Regions from separate parts of the Zea mays genome. Here region 1 is linked to region 2. The links are chromatin contacts, called in public Hi-C maps. All regions are on one chromosome and are shown on one strand. Each heading gives the region's core, a stretch centred on a gene start, on an enhancer-like site or on the middle of the called end of the contact. The rest is flanking DNA. Distances are from core to core; before and after follow the strand shown.

The links. Hi-C and Micro-C count contacts between places; a contact is called where the count stands out from the background.
Region 1: a contact with region 2 is called in a Hi-C map of tassel, with 2.4 times the contacts expected there. The contact joins the promoter of LOC103630322 here to the promoter of LOC103630320 in region 2. A contact is called at or near these places in 2 of 25 Hi-C or Micro-C datasets (leaf and tassel).

The regions. Positions count from the first base shown.
Region 1 is chr6:155,429,318-155,434,730 of Zm-B73-REFERENCE-NAM-5.0, forward strand. LOC103630322 (SNF2 domain-containing protein CLASSY 4) reads left to right here and starts at 4,155. Exons shown (of 5, transcript XM_008651387.3): 1 at 4,155-5,263; 2 at 5,329-5,413. The coding sequence starts at 4,570.
Region 2 is chr6:155,147,580-155,152,456 of Zm-B73-REFERENCE-NAM-5.0, forward strand. LOC103630320 (E3 ubiquitin-protein ligase KEG) reads right to left here and starts at 3,035. Exons shown (of 15, transcript XM_008651385.2): 1 at 1,990-3,035. The coding sequence starts at 2,714.

The DNA.
Region 1 (5,413 bases), core at 2,905-5,404, 280 kb after region 2:
CAAGCATGTACGTACCTTGATAAAATAGTGCTAACAGAGTTATGATTCTGTCCACTGTGTAGAGTTACCTGATGAAAGAAAACACCTGTCAGTTTGCAAAATCAACTCAACAACTGAAAATGACACTAAATTCTTAGATGGAAAATGGAACTTACAAACACGATTCATGCACAACTAAAAATTAGGATTGCAAAATCAACTCAACAACTGAAGAAACAAACTTTTATCATTAGACATCAGATAATGGGATTCTTGAAGTGTACATATTCATTTTGGTTTACCATTGCTCAAATTAGTAGACACAATGCTTCCAATAAGAAAACTGACTCTTAATGAGGTTAGCAGAAGTAGCACAAACCTAGTTTGCTTTACGTCCTAAACCCATGAGAAAATTATCAGGCTTGATGTCACGATGTAGAAACCCCCTTGTGTGCATGTATTCTACTCTACTAATCTGTATCCCACACCAAGGCATGTTATTTTTGTTGCAAAGACCAAGGAAATGCAAAGTGAAGAATTTATTGACACTACATCAGTATGTGGTTTCAACAGGTCCAAAACATATACAAAAAATGTAGAACCGTAGGATAGACTCACCATCTGATCAGCAAGCATTAGTACTGTTTTAAGTGAGAACTTTCTGCTGTAGCAGTTAAATAAGTCTCCATACTTGGACCAAGCAGATCAATCACCATGACATTGTACTGCCCCTCCACCCGAACCACTTAAGATGTGGAATCCCAGCTGCAAATCAGGACAGAAAAGAAACAAATCAGTAAAATACCGGTGTAATTGGCTAACCAAATCCTACTGTGGTTGCACTTACTTCCACCCTGCAAAAGCATGTATAGTTTTGATTCATAGTGAAGTTGTGGATGTCGTGATGTGACTGATTCCTAATAACAAGTTATATACACACAAAACATATGGTGAGCAAGCAGTCCAGAATTCCTAATAGCAACTATGGCAAACAATATCGACCATCTAGCAATTAGGAAGTTGCACTCGATATATCTGTGCCAAAAATATTGTTTGATATGCCACTGTTGATATTACAGCCTTGGAGCAACATTCATCATCAGCTAACACACTAATTCAAATTAGCATATATAGACGAAACATATCTCCAAAGAAGCTAATCCCAACTTAAAGAATAGTCCAATCAGTACAAACAAGAGATTAGTTTCTAATGACTGCTTTTCAGCATCGAGGAGTGCTACAGGTTCATTGACTCAAATTTGTAAACCTGTCTCCGGAATAGAATTGTTTGGTACAAATGATTCGTTTTACAAGGATGAAGCTTATTACAGGATCCAAATGGTCCCACTGTTGACAACTCTGTCCCAAGAGGCATAGACACATGTGGATAACATCATTTCTGTGCAGGGACGTTTGTGCTGTAATTGCCGAGCTCGTAATATGCAATAATGCTTGCAAGGTGAGTAGCAAGCGATTAGGCTAACTATAGATTTCAGTAACTCCAATTAAAGTTAACTCCCAACACAGAACTGCTCACCAAAACATGCATAGTGTGGACACTAAAATCATGCGGAAGTTGTTAGTGGTATACCAGTTTGACAGCCACCTCCTCGCCATTCTGCACGTTCACGGCTACACACAAATCAAACAAGCACAGTCAGAAGCACGAACACACCGAAGCACACCCGGAAAAAAAAGGAAAAGTGAGCTCCACAAATCAAGGACCCGTCATCACAGGACGTACCGAGGTAAAGTTTCCCGAATGATCCACTCCTGATCTTCTTCCCGAGCTTGAACTTGCCCCCGACTATGTGATCCATCCTGGCAGCCAAACGCGCGCTCTACACTTACAACCACCAGCAGCTCCCCCACCGACAGAGCTCGCTTGCTTCCCCTACCTGGCACGCTGGCACCCTCAGATCCCAGCCAAGCACATCAAAAAGTTGTAGCACTCCTCGATGTCGGAGCAGAGGGGAGGACGACGCGATGGGGCAGATCCTCGGCCACTTTCCATCGACGGCTTGGCTCCCATGGCATGTGATGGGGAAGGGTAAGGGAGGAGGCTGTTCCGTGCGGGCGCCATCGCGAGCGGGGGGAGCGGACGGATGGCAGCAATCTCGAGCAGAGGGAGAAGCGGATCCGACGCAGAGGGGTAGGAGATCCTCGGATCCATGGGTGAGGGCTCGGCCGCCTTCCATCGACGGGGCTGGGTTGTGGCGGAGAGGGGCGAGGACCACCGGGATGTGCGAGCGAGGGGAGGACAGAGGCGTAGCGTCTATGGCATGGACATGTATTGCGGGGGCAGGGCGGAGGGGGGCAGGTAGGGGCGTCGGACGGAGGCGGGGCGGCGAGGGTACCTGTCGCGGTGGGGGAGGCGGGCGGAGGCCTCGCGAGCGTGGTGGAGAGGGGCGAGGACCACCGCGAGAGCATGCCGAGACCGGGCGAGCGGGCGGGATCCATGCGCGGTGGAGGCGTGCATCGTGGGCGAGATCCGCGGGTGTGTTCCATGCGCGGACACGGGGAGGTGGAGCACAGGCGGAGGGAGAGGCGGTGTGGGGAGAAGTGCGGGGGATCCGCGGCACCTTCCATCGGCGGCAAGACCTTCCATCCGCGTGGCACAGGCAGAACCGTGCACCGCTCAATTGTGGACGTCTACACTCTGCTCTTAAGGAATAGTAGAGATACAATGTCTATCAAAACGTAGCACACCAACAAATGGTGAAATACTAAAATGCATCCTAGACAGGTACTGTAGTTATAGGTTTATTTCACAAGGTGGCACAAACAATTGTGATAAATGCCCCAACCAGGCGCTCCTGCTGTGAGAGATGACTAAGGAGGCCATCGGACCTAGAGATATGCATCGTGTACTTCTTGATCTGCAGCAGCCACGCCAGCAGGGCGATCAGATTGCCGCAACTGTCGTTTCTTTTTTGGGTCGCTAATTTTGGTTCAATCTAGAAAGGGTGGCGCAAGAACAAACACATGGTGGGTTGTGAAATCCTACTAACCTTCTCCAGGAGGAGGTAGGAGCGGAGGAGGAAGAGCGTGCGATCGAGGTCCATCTGGTAGAGCGAGACCACCAGGTCGTCAATGCCGTCGTCGACGAAGTCATCGAGCGCCTCCTCCTGGGTGACACGACACCAGGAGAGGGAGCCACGGTCAGATCCAGAGCTGTGGGGGGAGTGGATGAACTCGCGATGTATGGGGCCCACCTGTCGTAGATGTTGTCGGCGTAGATCCGAATCGGCCCGTCTGTGGGCACACCCCCTCGCTGCCGGTGGGGAGATCTCGGCGGTGGCTCGCGCGCCGCGCATGGTAGACGGGGATGTGGAAGGTGGAGAGCTGTTGCACCGCGCTTTATGGATCCACGGAAGGAGGGTGGCGACGGGCGGGCGACGTACGAACCGTCGAGGTCGTCGTGCACGAGGAAGATGATGACTTCACCAAAAGCAAAATGCCCTAAGTTTCAGGGTGGAGGACGATAAAACTGAGATGGGCGACGGATGGCTTGCTTTTGACCTGTGGTCGTGGGCAACGAGGAGGAGGTGTGCTCGTGCGATGTTGATGTCGGCACGAGCGGCGAGGTCCATAGCATGACACTCGCGTCGATCTGGGGGCGGAGGTGGAGGTGAAAGAGGCACAAAAGATTCAGGCGTCTCCTTGACTACCGGCCGGTCGATCCACATTTAGGCGTGCGCTTCGCCGGTAACATCGCGGGGTGAGAGACGAGAGGAGCGTCGGGGTCAGGGGGCATCACTTGGGTGGGTGGGGCGATGGCGACGACGGCGGTGGCGTGGGCACATGCGAGCTAGGGTTTTTGGGTGAGAGAGGGTCGGAGGGAGGAAGGGGAAGCAGACGAGGGATCGGGGCTGGTGGGCGGGATCGGGGAGCGGGGCTGATGGATGGGATCGACGGTTGAGATCGCAAAATGGTAGAATGGACGGCTGAGATCGCAGAATGGCAGAATATAAAAAGGCAGGCTACTATTGCTAACTTAATAAGTAGTAGAGATTTAGCTAGTATGCTCTAATTAGTCATATCTGTCGAACGGACCCAGAGTAGGGACACTGACGCCCATTCATGTTTCCATTGAGTATTTCCAAAATCAGCTGAGAATCGAATAAAGTGTCTATCAAATTCTTCAGAATCCACTGCCACTGCAGTGGTTCGATGCGGAAGAAAAAGAGGATGCGGGTGTAGCAGCATCCCGGCATGATTGATGCCCCTGCAACATCCATCCTCGGAAAACCATCCAACCACATTTCGGCCTAGGGAAAGCACGCCGCACTCGATCCGGCCGCCTCGGGCCTCGCCCCCCGCACCCGCCGCGCACCCGGCAGCCATTTCCCGGGCATTTGTCTCTCCTTGTCGTCCGCCTCCCCATGACCGGATCCCTCCCTGGCCCCGCGCCCGCCGCATGGAGCACCTGCCCAAACCCCTACGGGGCCCACCCGTCATAGTCCCTCCTGGGCCATAAACCTCCCCCAACCCACCGTACTCTCAAGTCTCAACTACCCCCTTCAATTCCTCTGCGCCGCGCCGCGCCGCGCCGTTGCAGCAACAGAATCTAGCGCCCCCACCGCACGCATGGATCGCGCCACGCCGCGCGTTTGCGGCCGCCGCGGCGTATCCCAAGCGGCGGTGGAAGCTGCGCCGTCCTCCTCCCGCGCGCGCCGCCGCGATAAGGCGCCGGCCGTTGTCATGGACCTTGGCGACGACGACTGCGGCGGTGGCGGGGCCAGGAAGACGGTTGGTGGCGCTGCAGGTAGGTGCGAGGGATCCACGAAGGCTCCTTTGCCTCTGCTGCCGCCGATGATGGTGCCGGCGGGAGCGGTGGCGCTGCGGACACGATCGAGGAGGCGGGCGATGCTGGCGGCGGCAGTGGTGGAAGAGGCGCCAACGAAGAAGAAGAAGAAGGAAGGAGCGATCCCAGATGCCGCGGAGGCGCCCCGTGGCCACGGGAGCAAGGCCGCTGCTACCTCGATGGCGACGTCGAGCCATAAGCGGCGCGCTGGGACCTCGAGGTCGACGTCGAGAGATAAGCGGCGCGCGCGCTCGGGACGTGCCTCGGAGCCAGCTCGCGTGGGCCGCGCGCGCAAGCGCAAAAGGAACGAGTTGGAGGCCCCCGCTCGGAGAGAACGTGTGAAGGCGCCATGTGTCAGTGAAAGTGATGACAACAGCGGGCGAGGCGATGACGCTTCTCATGACGGGGATGCGGAGCCTCGCGTCGGGGTCGCCATTGGCACTGATCTGGTTAACGGGGATCATCCGGCAGCTAAAGGTGAGGATCATATTAAGAGAAGAGTGCTGTGAATTTGAATGATGACTTGGTCTCATGTAATGCAGAGGTAGTGGAAGGTGCTGGTGACGAGGACACAGGGGACGGAGGGAACAGTGGCCTGGCATCGACTGCTGATGTGTTTGCTGAGGA
Region 2 (4,877 bases), core at 1,785-4,284:
CACAGAAACACTGCATATCTAGAACGTGTTTATGTGATTAGCTTGAGCTTGACAGTATAAGGACGAAGTTGAACCCAAGATAGTTTTGGTTAGAGCAACTCCAAGTGACTATTTATGTTAGAGTGAACGCACTAACCAGTTCAACCCAAAAGCTTAAGTTATTGAGAGAGGGTAGACAATCCACTTATACACTTCAACACCCCCACTCACGTGCAGCCAGAGAGAAAGGCGCAATCGTGGAAATAAAGGGGCGGAGACCCAAATGAAGTCTCTGTCATGATTTAAACTCCAAGGCTTGTTGCTTTGATACTATGTTAGAGTGGACACGCTAACCAGTTCAACCCAAAATCTTAAGCTATTGGGAGAAGGTAGACAATCCACTTATACACTTCAACACTCTATATTCTTTCTAGCTAATAACTTAATATGAATAGATATTTTGTAAAAAAATACCCTCCACCAGCTTGTTTAAATGGTTATAATCCAAATATAGCCATCTTCTATTCCGGGTTTCTCGCTAGCCTAAGATAGAAAACATGAATGGCTCTCTAGATTGCAAACAAGATATAGAAAAGCTGTTGGAGATTGGAAAGATATAGAAAGTGATTTTTATGCAAATGACTCTCCAAATGATAATTTAGAGAGTAAACTTAGACTCTTGGAGATGTTCTTACCTCTTACCATAAAATATCATCGTAGGGATTTCTTTTTTAGCCTATTACAACTTGCTTGTGTTTAAAAGGTTTTGCTGTTGTTTTTTGTTCGTCCACCATAGGTTGTTGAAACAAATCGTCAAGAACGCTAACATAACTAGTGTAATACATTCACTTATGTTCTACAATGTTTGTCGGTGTGGATATGGCACAATTAGTTTCACTAAATCACTACCACAATTCAATGTTGATCATGAGAGACGTCGATTCCACAGTTTGAACTGTGCTCTGAATAGGAAAATGCTCAACACTTACAATGAAATCCCATACCTAAGAAAGTGAAAATTTTGGGGAAGGTAATGAATGGGCATAAAATGACATGAAATTAATCATTGACCAAACTAAACTATAATGTACTGATAAACAGTTAGATGTATAGAAAATCTTAGAATATGAACTGCTGTTGATTTGGTTCCAGCTAAAACAAGCAATCTACTTAACCTGCTGACTGAATCGCCTTTGCTAATATAAATAGTAAGATATCCAAAAACAGTCAAAATACAGAAACAGCCTCCTTTGCAAAGAAATATAGCATAGGACCTTTGAGCCAAAGTTAGAGCTGACAATGGTTATCTCATTACATACAGCAACAAACTATCAATCTGGTGGGAATATTGCTCCAGGACTGCCATTCTGAAAACCACATGGGTCTTGCAGAGAAATATTAAATGTGTCAGTACCTAATACTTCTGTGAAAACCACAGCACTTCATAAATTTCTTGCACTGATATTAATTCTCACAGAAATTTTACTCACACAAATGCATGTCATAGGAACTTTAATGATTTCAGCATATATAAGTGTTAGTTGCCCTGTGAGATGATAATAGATAAAAGAAACGAAGCCCCACAGCTTGGTAACTTGATGGTAATTGACTCAGCAAGCAAATTGCAAGCCCAAGTTATGCTACTCACAAAATATATCATGACAGTGCGCAGAAATGGCAAGCAATATGATGAGCATTAATTGTGAGCAATCTACCTTCCTTACAACAATAGAGCATAAGCAAATGCTAGCGGCACCAACAAAATCAAACCGCATAAGGCCGTAACAAATCAATCACTTCACACCTCATGAAACAAGCTATCATACTACATAATTTGTCACCTTTAGTGAAGGTTCTAGCTAGGCATGCTTCTTACTGACTACTGAGCAACAATAAAAGTGAGCGGTATGTTGCAATGCGATATGTTTGCAGCGATTATTGGTAAGACAGCAGCATAAAGAATAACTACTCAATATTACTAAATACCGACGTTTAGATGCAATGCCACACCTGAGAATCTGCTCCAGCGTAAGGCGTCCACCATTCTGCCGCATCTCCGCCTGCACAGACCCCACATAGCGATCCATCACGAAACAGAGGTGGCCGCCCACCCTCACAGCACCATGGAATGTGCACACGTTCCGACACCATGTGGAGGCGCGCCTCAGCCGCTCCACCTCCTCTTGAACAACCTCGAGCCCGTCCCCTGCGGCCAGGGGCACCCTCTTCACTGCCACCTGGTGCTTGCACCGCTTGACCCCACCGCCACGAGACAGCGTGCCGGCCCACACCTCCTGCCCGGCGGGCCCGGGCGGGCCGCTCCCGATGCGACGGGCGAGCTTGAGGTCCGGGTGCGAGGCGAGGTCGAAGAAGCTGCATCCGGGCGGTGCGGCAGCGGGCGCGGGCGCGGGGCGGCGACTGGGGCGCGCGAAGAAGTCGTCCTCGTCTTCGGAGCCGTCAGAGGATGACCCCGAGTCGGAGTGGAGGAAAGACGGGGATGAGGGGGATGTGGAGAGGAGAGAGAGAATGGGGAAGTTCTTCCGCAGCGCAGAGACCGAGTTGCCTACGGCGGTCAGATGGCGGCATCGCGGGCACGGCAGCGTGGCTCCGGGGGCTGCCGCTAGCATGCGGGAGAGGCACGCGCGGCAGAATCCATGTCCGCAGTGGAGGAGCAGCGGCGTCCGCTCCTCCTCGTCATATCTGACGTTGCATAACGAGCAGCATGGTACTCGCATCGCGCCGGCGCCGACAGGTTCAGGCGACGCCGTGCCCTAGGGCGCGGGGCCGGAGAGGAAGCTGTAAATGGGGAGGGTAGATCTGGGCGTCGGGGTGGGGGTTTGGGGAGGGGAGACGAGAGAGCACTCAGAGCAGCGTGGGAACTTCCGAAAGATTGGTGGTGATGCCTTGATGCCGGTGGCCGGTGGGGACTGGGGAGGCTGCGGAAGGACGACAAGCAAAGCGCGCGTTGCTCTTCTCCCCGCTCCGCCCACTTTTTTCCTGGTTCGTGCGCTTGCAAATTGCAACGAGGGTGCGGCTAGAAATGGCAATGGGTACCCATTACTCGAAATCCGATGGGTTTTGCTCTATTAGGATATAGGTTTGGGTCAATTTCTTTATCTATGTGTTTATTAACGGGTTTAAATGGAAACTCAACAGGTACATGGGCATGGATGTGTTCTTCCACTACCCATACATGCAAACCCATAGGTTTTTAAAACCCGTCTTAAAATCAACATTTCTTATAAATATGTCTCATAATATTATTAATTGAATCTATTCTAATTGAAATAAACTTTATGTAACAAATTTTAGGCTAAAATTAGTTATCACGTGTTCCTTTTATGCTAGCTTATTAATGTATTGATTGTCATTTACATGATTAATTATTTTTTATGTTGATGTTAGTGGGTATGAGAAACCCGTTGGGTACCCGAAACCCGCATGGGTATGGGTTTGGGTAAAATTTTATACCCGTCATGGGTATGAGTTTTTTAGAGGGCGTATTTTTCTTCGCGGGTATGAGTTTGGGCAAGTAATACCGAGCGGGTTTTTACCCATTGCCCCGTCTCTAGGTGCGACACTGCCACGTGTGTTTGGCAGTGCGGGTATAGGTGTACATTCGGGCAGCCTGATCTGGCTCGGTCCAAGCCTAAAAAGACCCGTAATGTTTGAATTTTGGGCTGGTCCGACCCATTTGAATTTTGGGTCGGCACATGGGCCTAGCCCTCGGCCCACGGTCCGGCCCATAATTGCTTAAACGTGCCGGGCTCATTTCGGGCGGCACGGAATTATAAAAGCCCAAAATTCATATTATGGTCCGAAATTCAATTTTTGGCCCGAAATTCAGATTTTGACTCGAAATTCACATAAGAGTCCGAAATTCAAAACAAATTTAATAAAACAAATAAAAGATAAGACAAATAAATTTGACCAAAAGCAAACTTAATATTTGTATTAAGTTACCAGAGCTATGCAATGACTACCTCATTTACAAATCATTTTGTTAGAAATAAAAAGAGTGTAATGAGCTATATATAAAGTTCGTAAGTTCAATTCATTATCTAATGTTCATAACAAAAATAAAATTACATCACATACCGTAATTCAAAGTTACAAAAAACATCTAACTAATATTATCTCTAGCTTTGTGTTCTTTATCAAGTACATGAAAGAGTGGAATGAAGTGTGATTTTAATAAATATATGGCCCTTTTCGTGCTTCTATATGGGTCATTTCGTGTCTACCTTAAACGGATCATGCTCGTGTCCGCCCATGGGCCGCGACCTCGGCCCAAACCCGGCCCGATATATCGGCCCGTGCCGGCCCGATATATCGGCCCGTGCCGGCCCGACACTAAAATATTTCAGGCCTGTCGTGCCTGGGCCGTGCTTTTTTCCGTGCTTTGGACCGGTCCATCAGGCCCAGCTCAAATGTACACCTATAAGTGCGGGTGACGGTTCTCATCGGCATGTAGGGTTGTCAACTGCCGCTCACACCGTCTCACTCCTATTTTAAACATTAAGCAATGTCATCTATAGAAGTATTAGATGTGTGATCTTGCGTTGCCATAAGAGTTAAAAATTATTATAAAATATAGATACGGAACGACAAACAACACTATGATATATAAAATTTATATAGCAAAATATCACGTAACACTAATATTATATTGACGATGTAAATATGTAATATCATTATAAATACACTGACTCAAATATAATGAATTAATTTCGAACAAACATTATAAAACAATTGAACAACCATATATAAACATTTATTTATGAGTATCACCAAGTATAATTTAAGGAACCAATAATAATCTCTTCTCATAAAATGAAATCAAAAAAGAGTAACACATACAGGTATAGATACCCCGATCGAACTTCAGAAGCTGACTC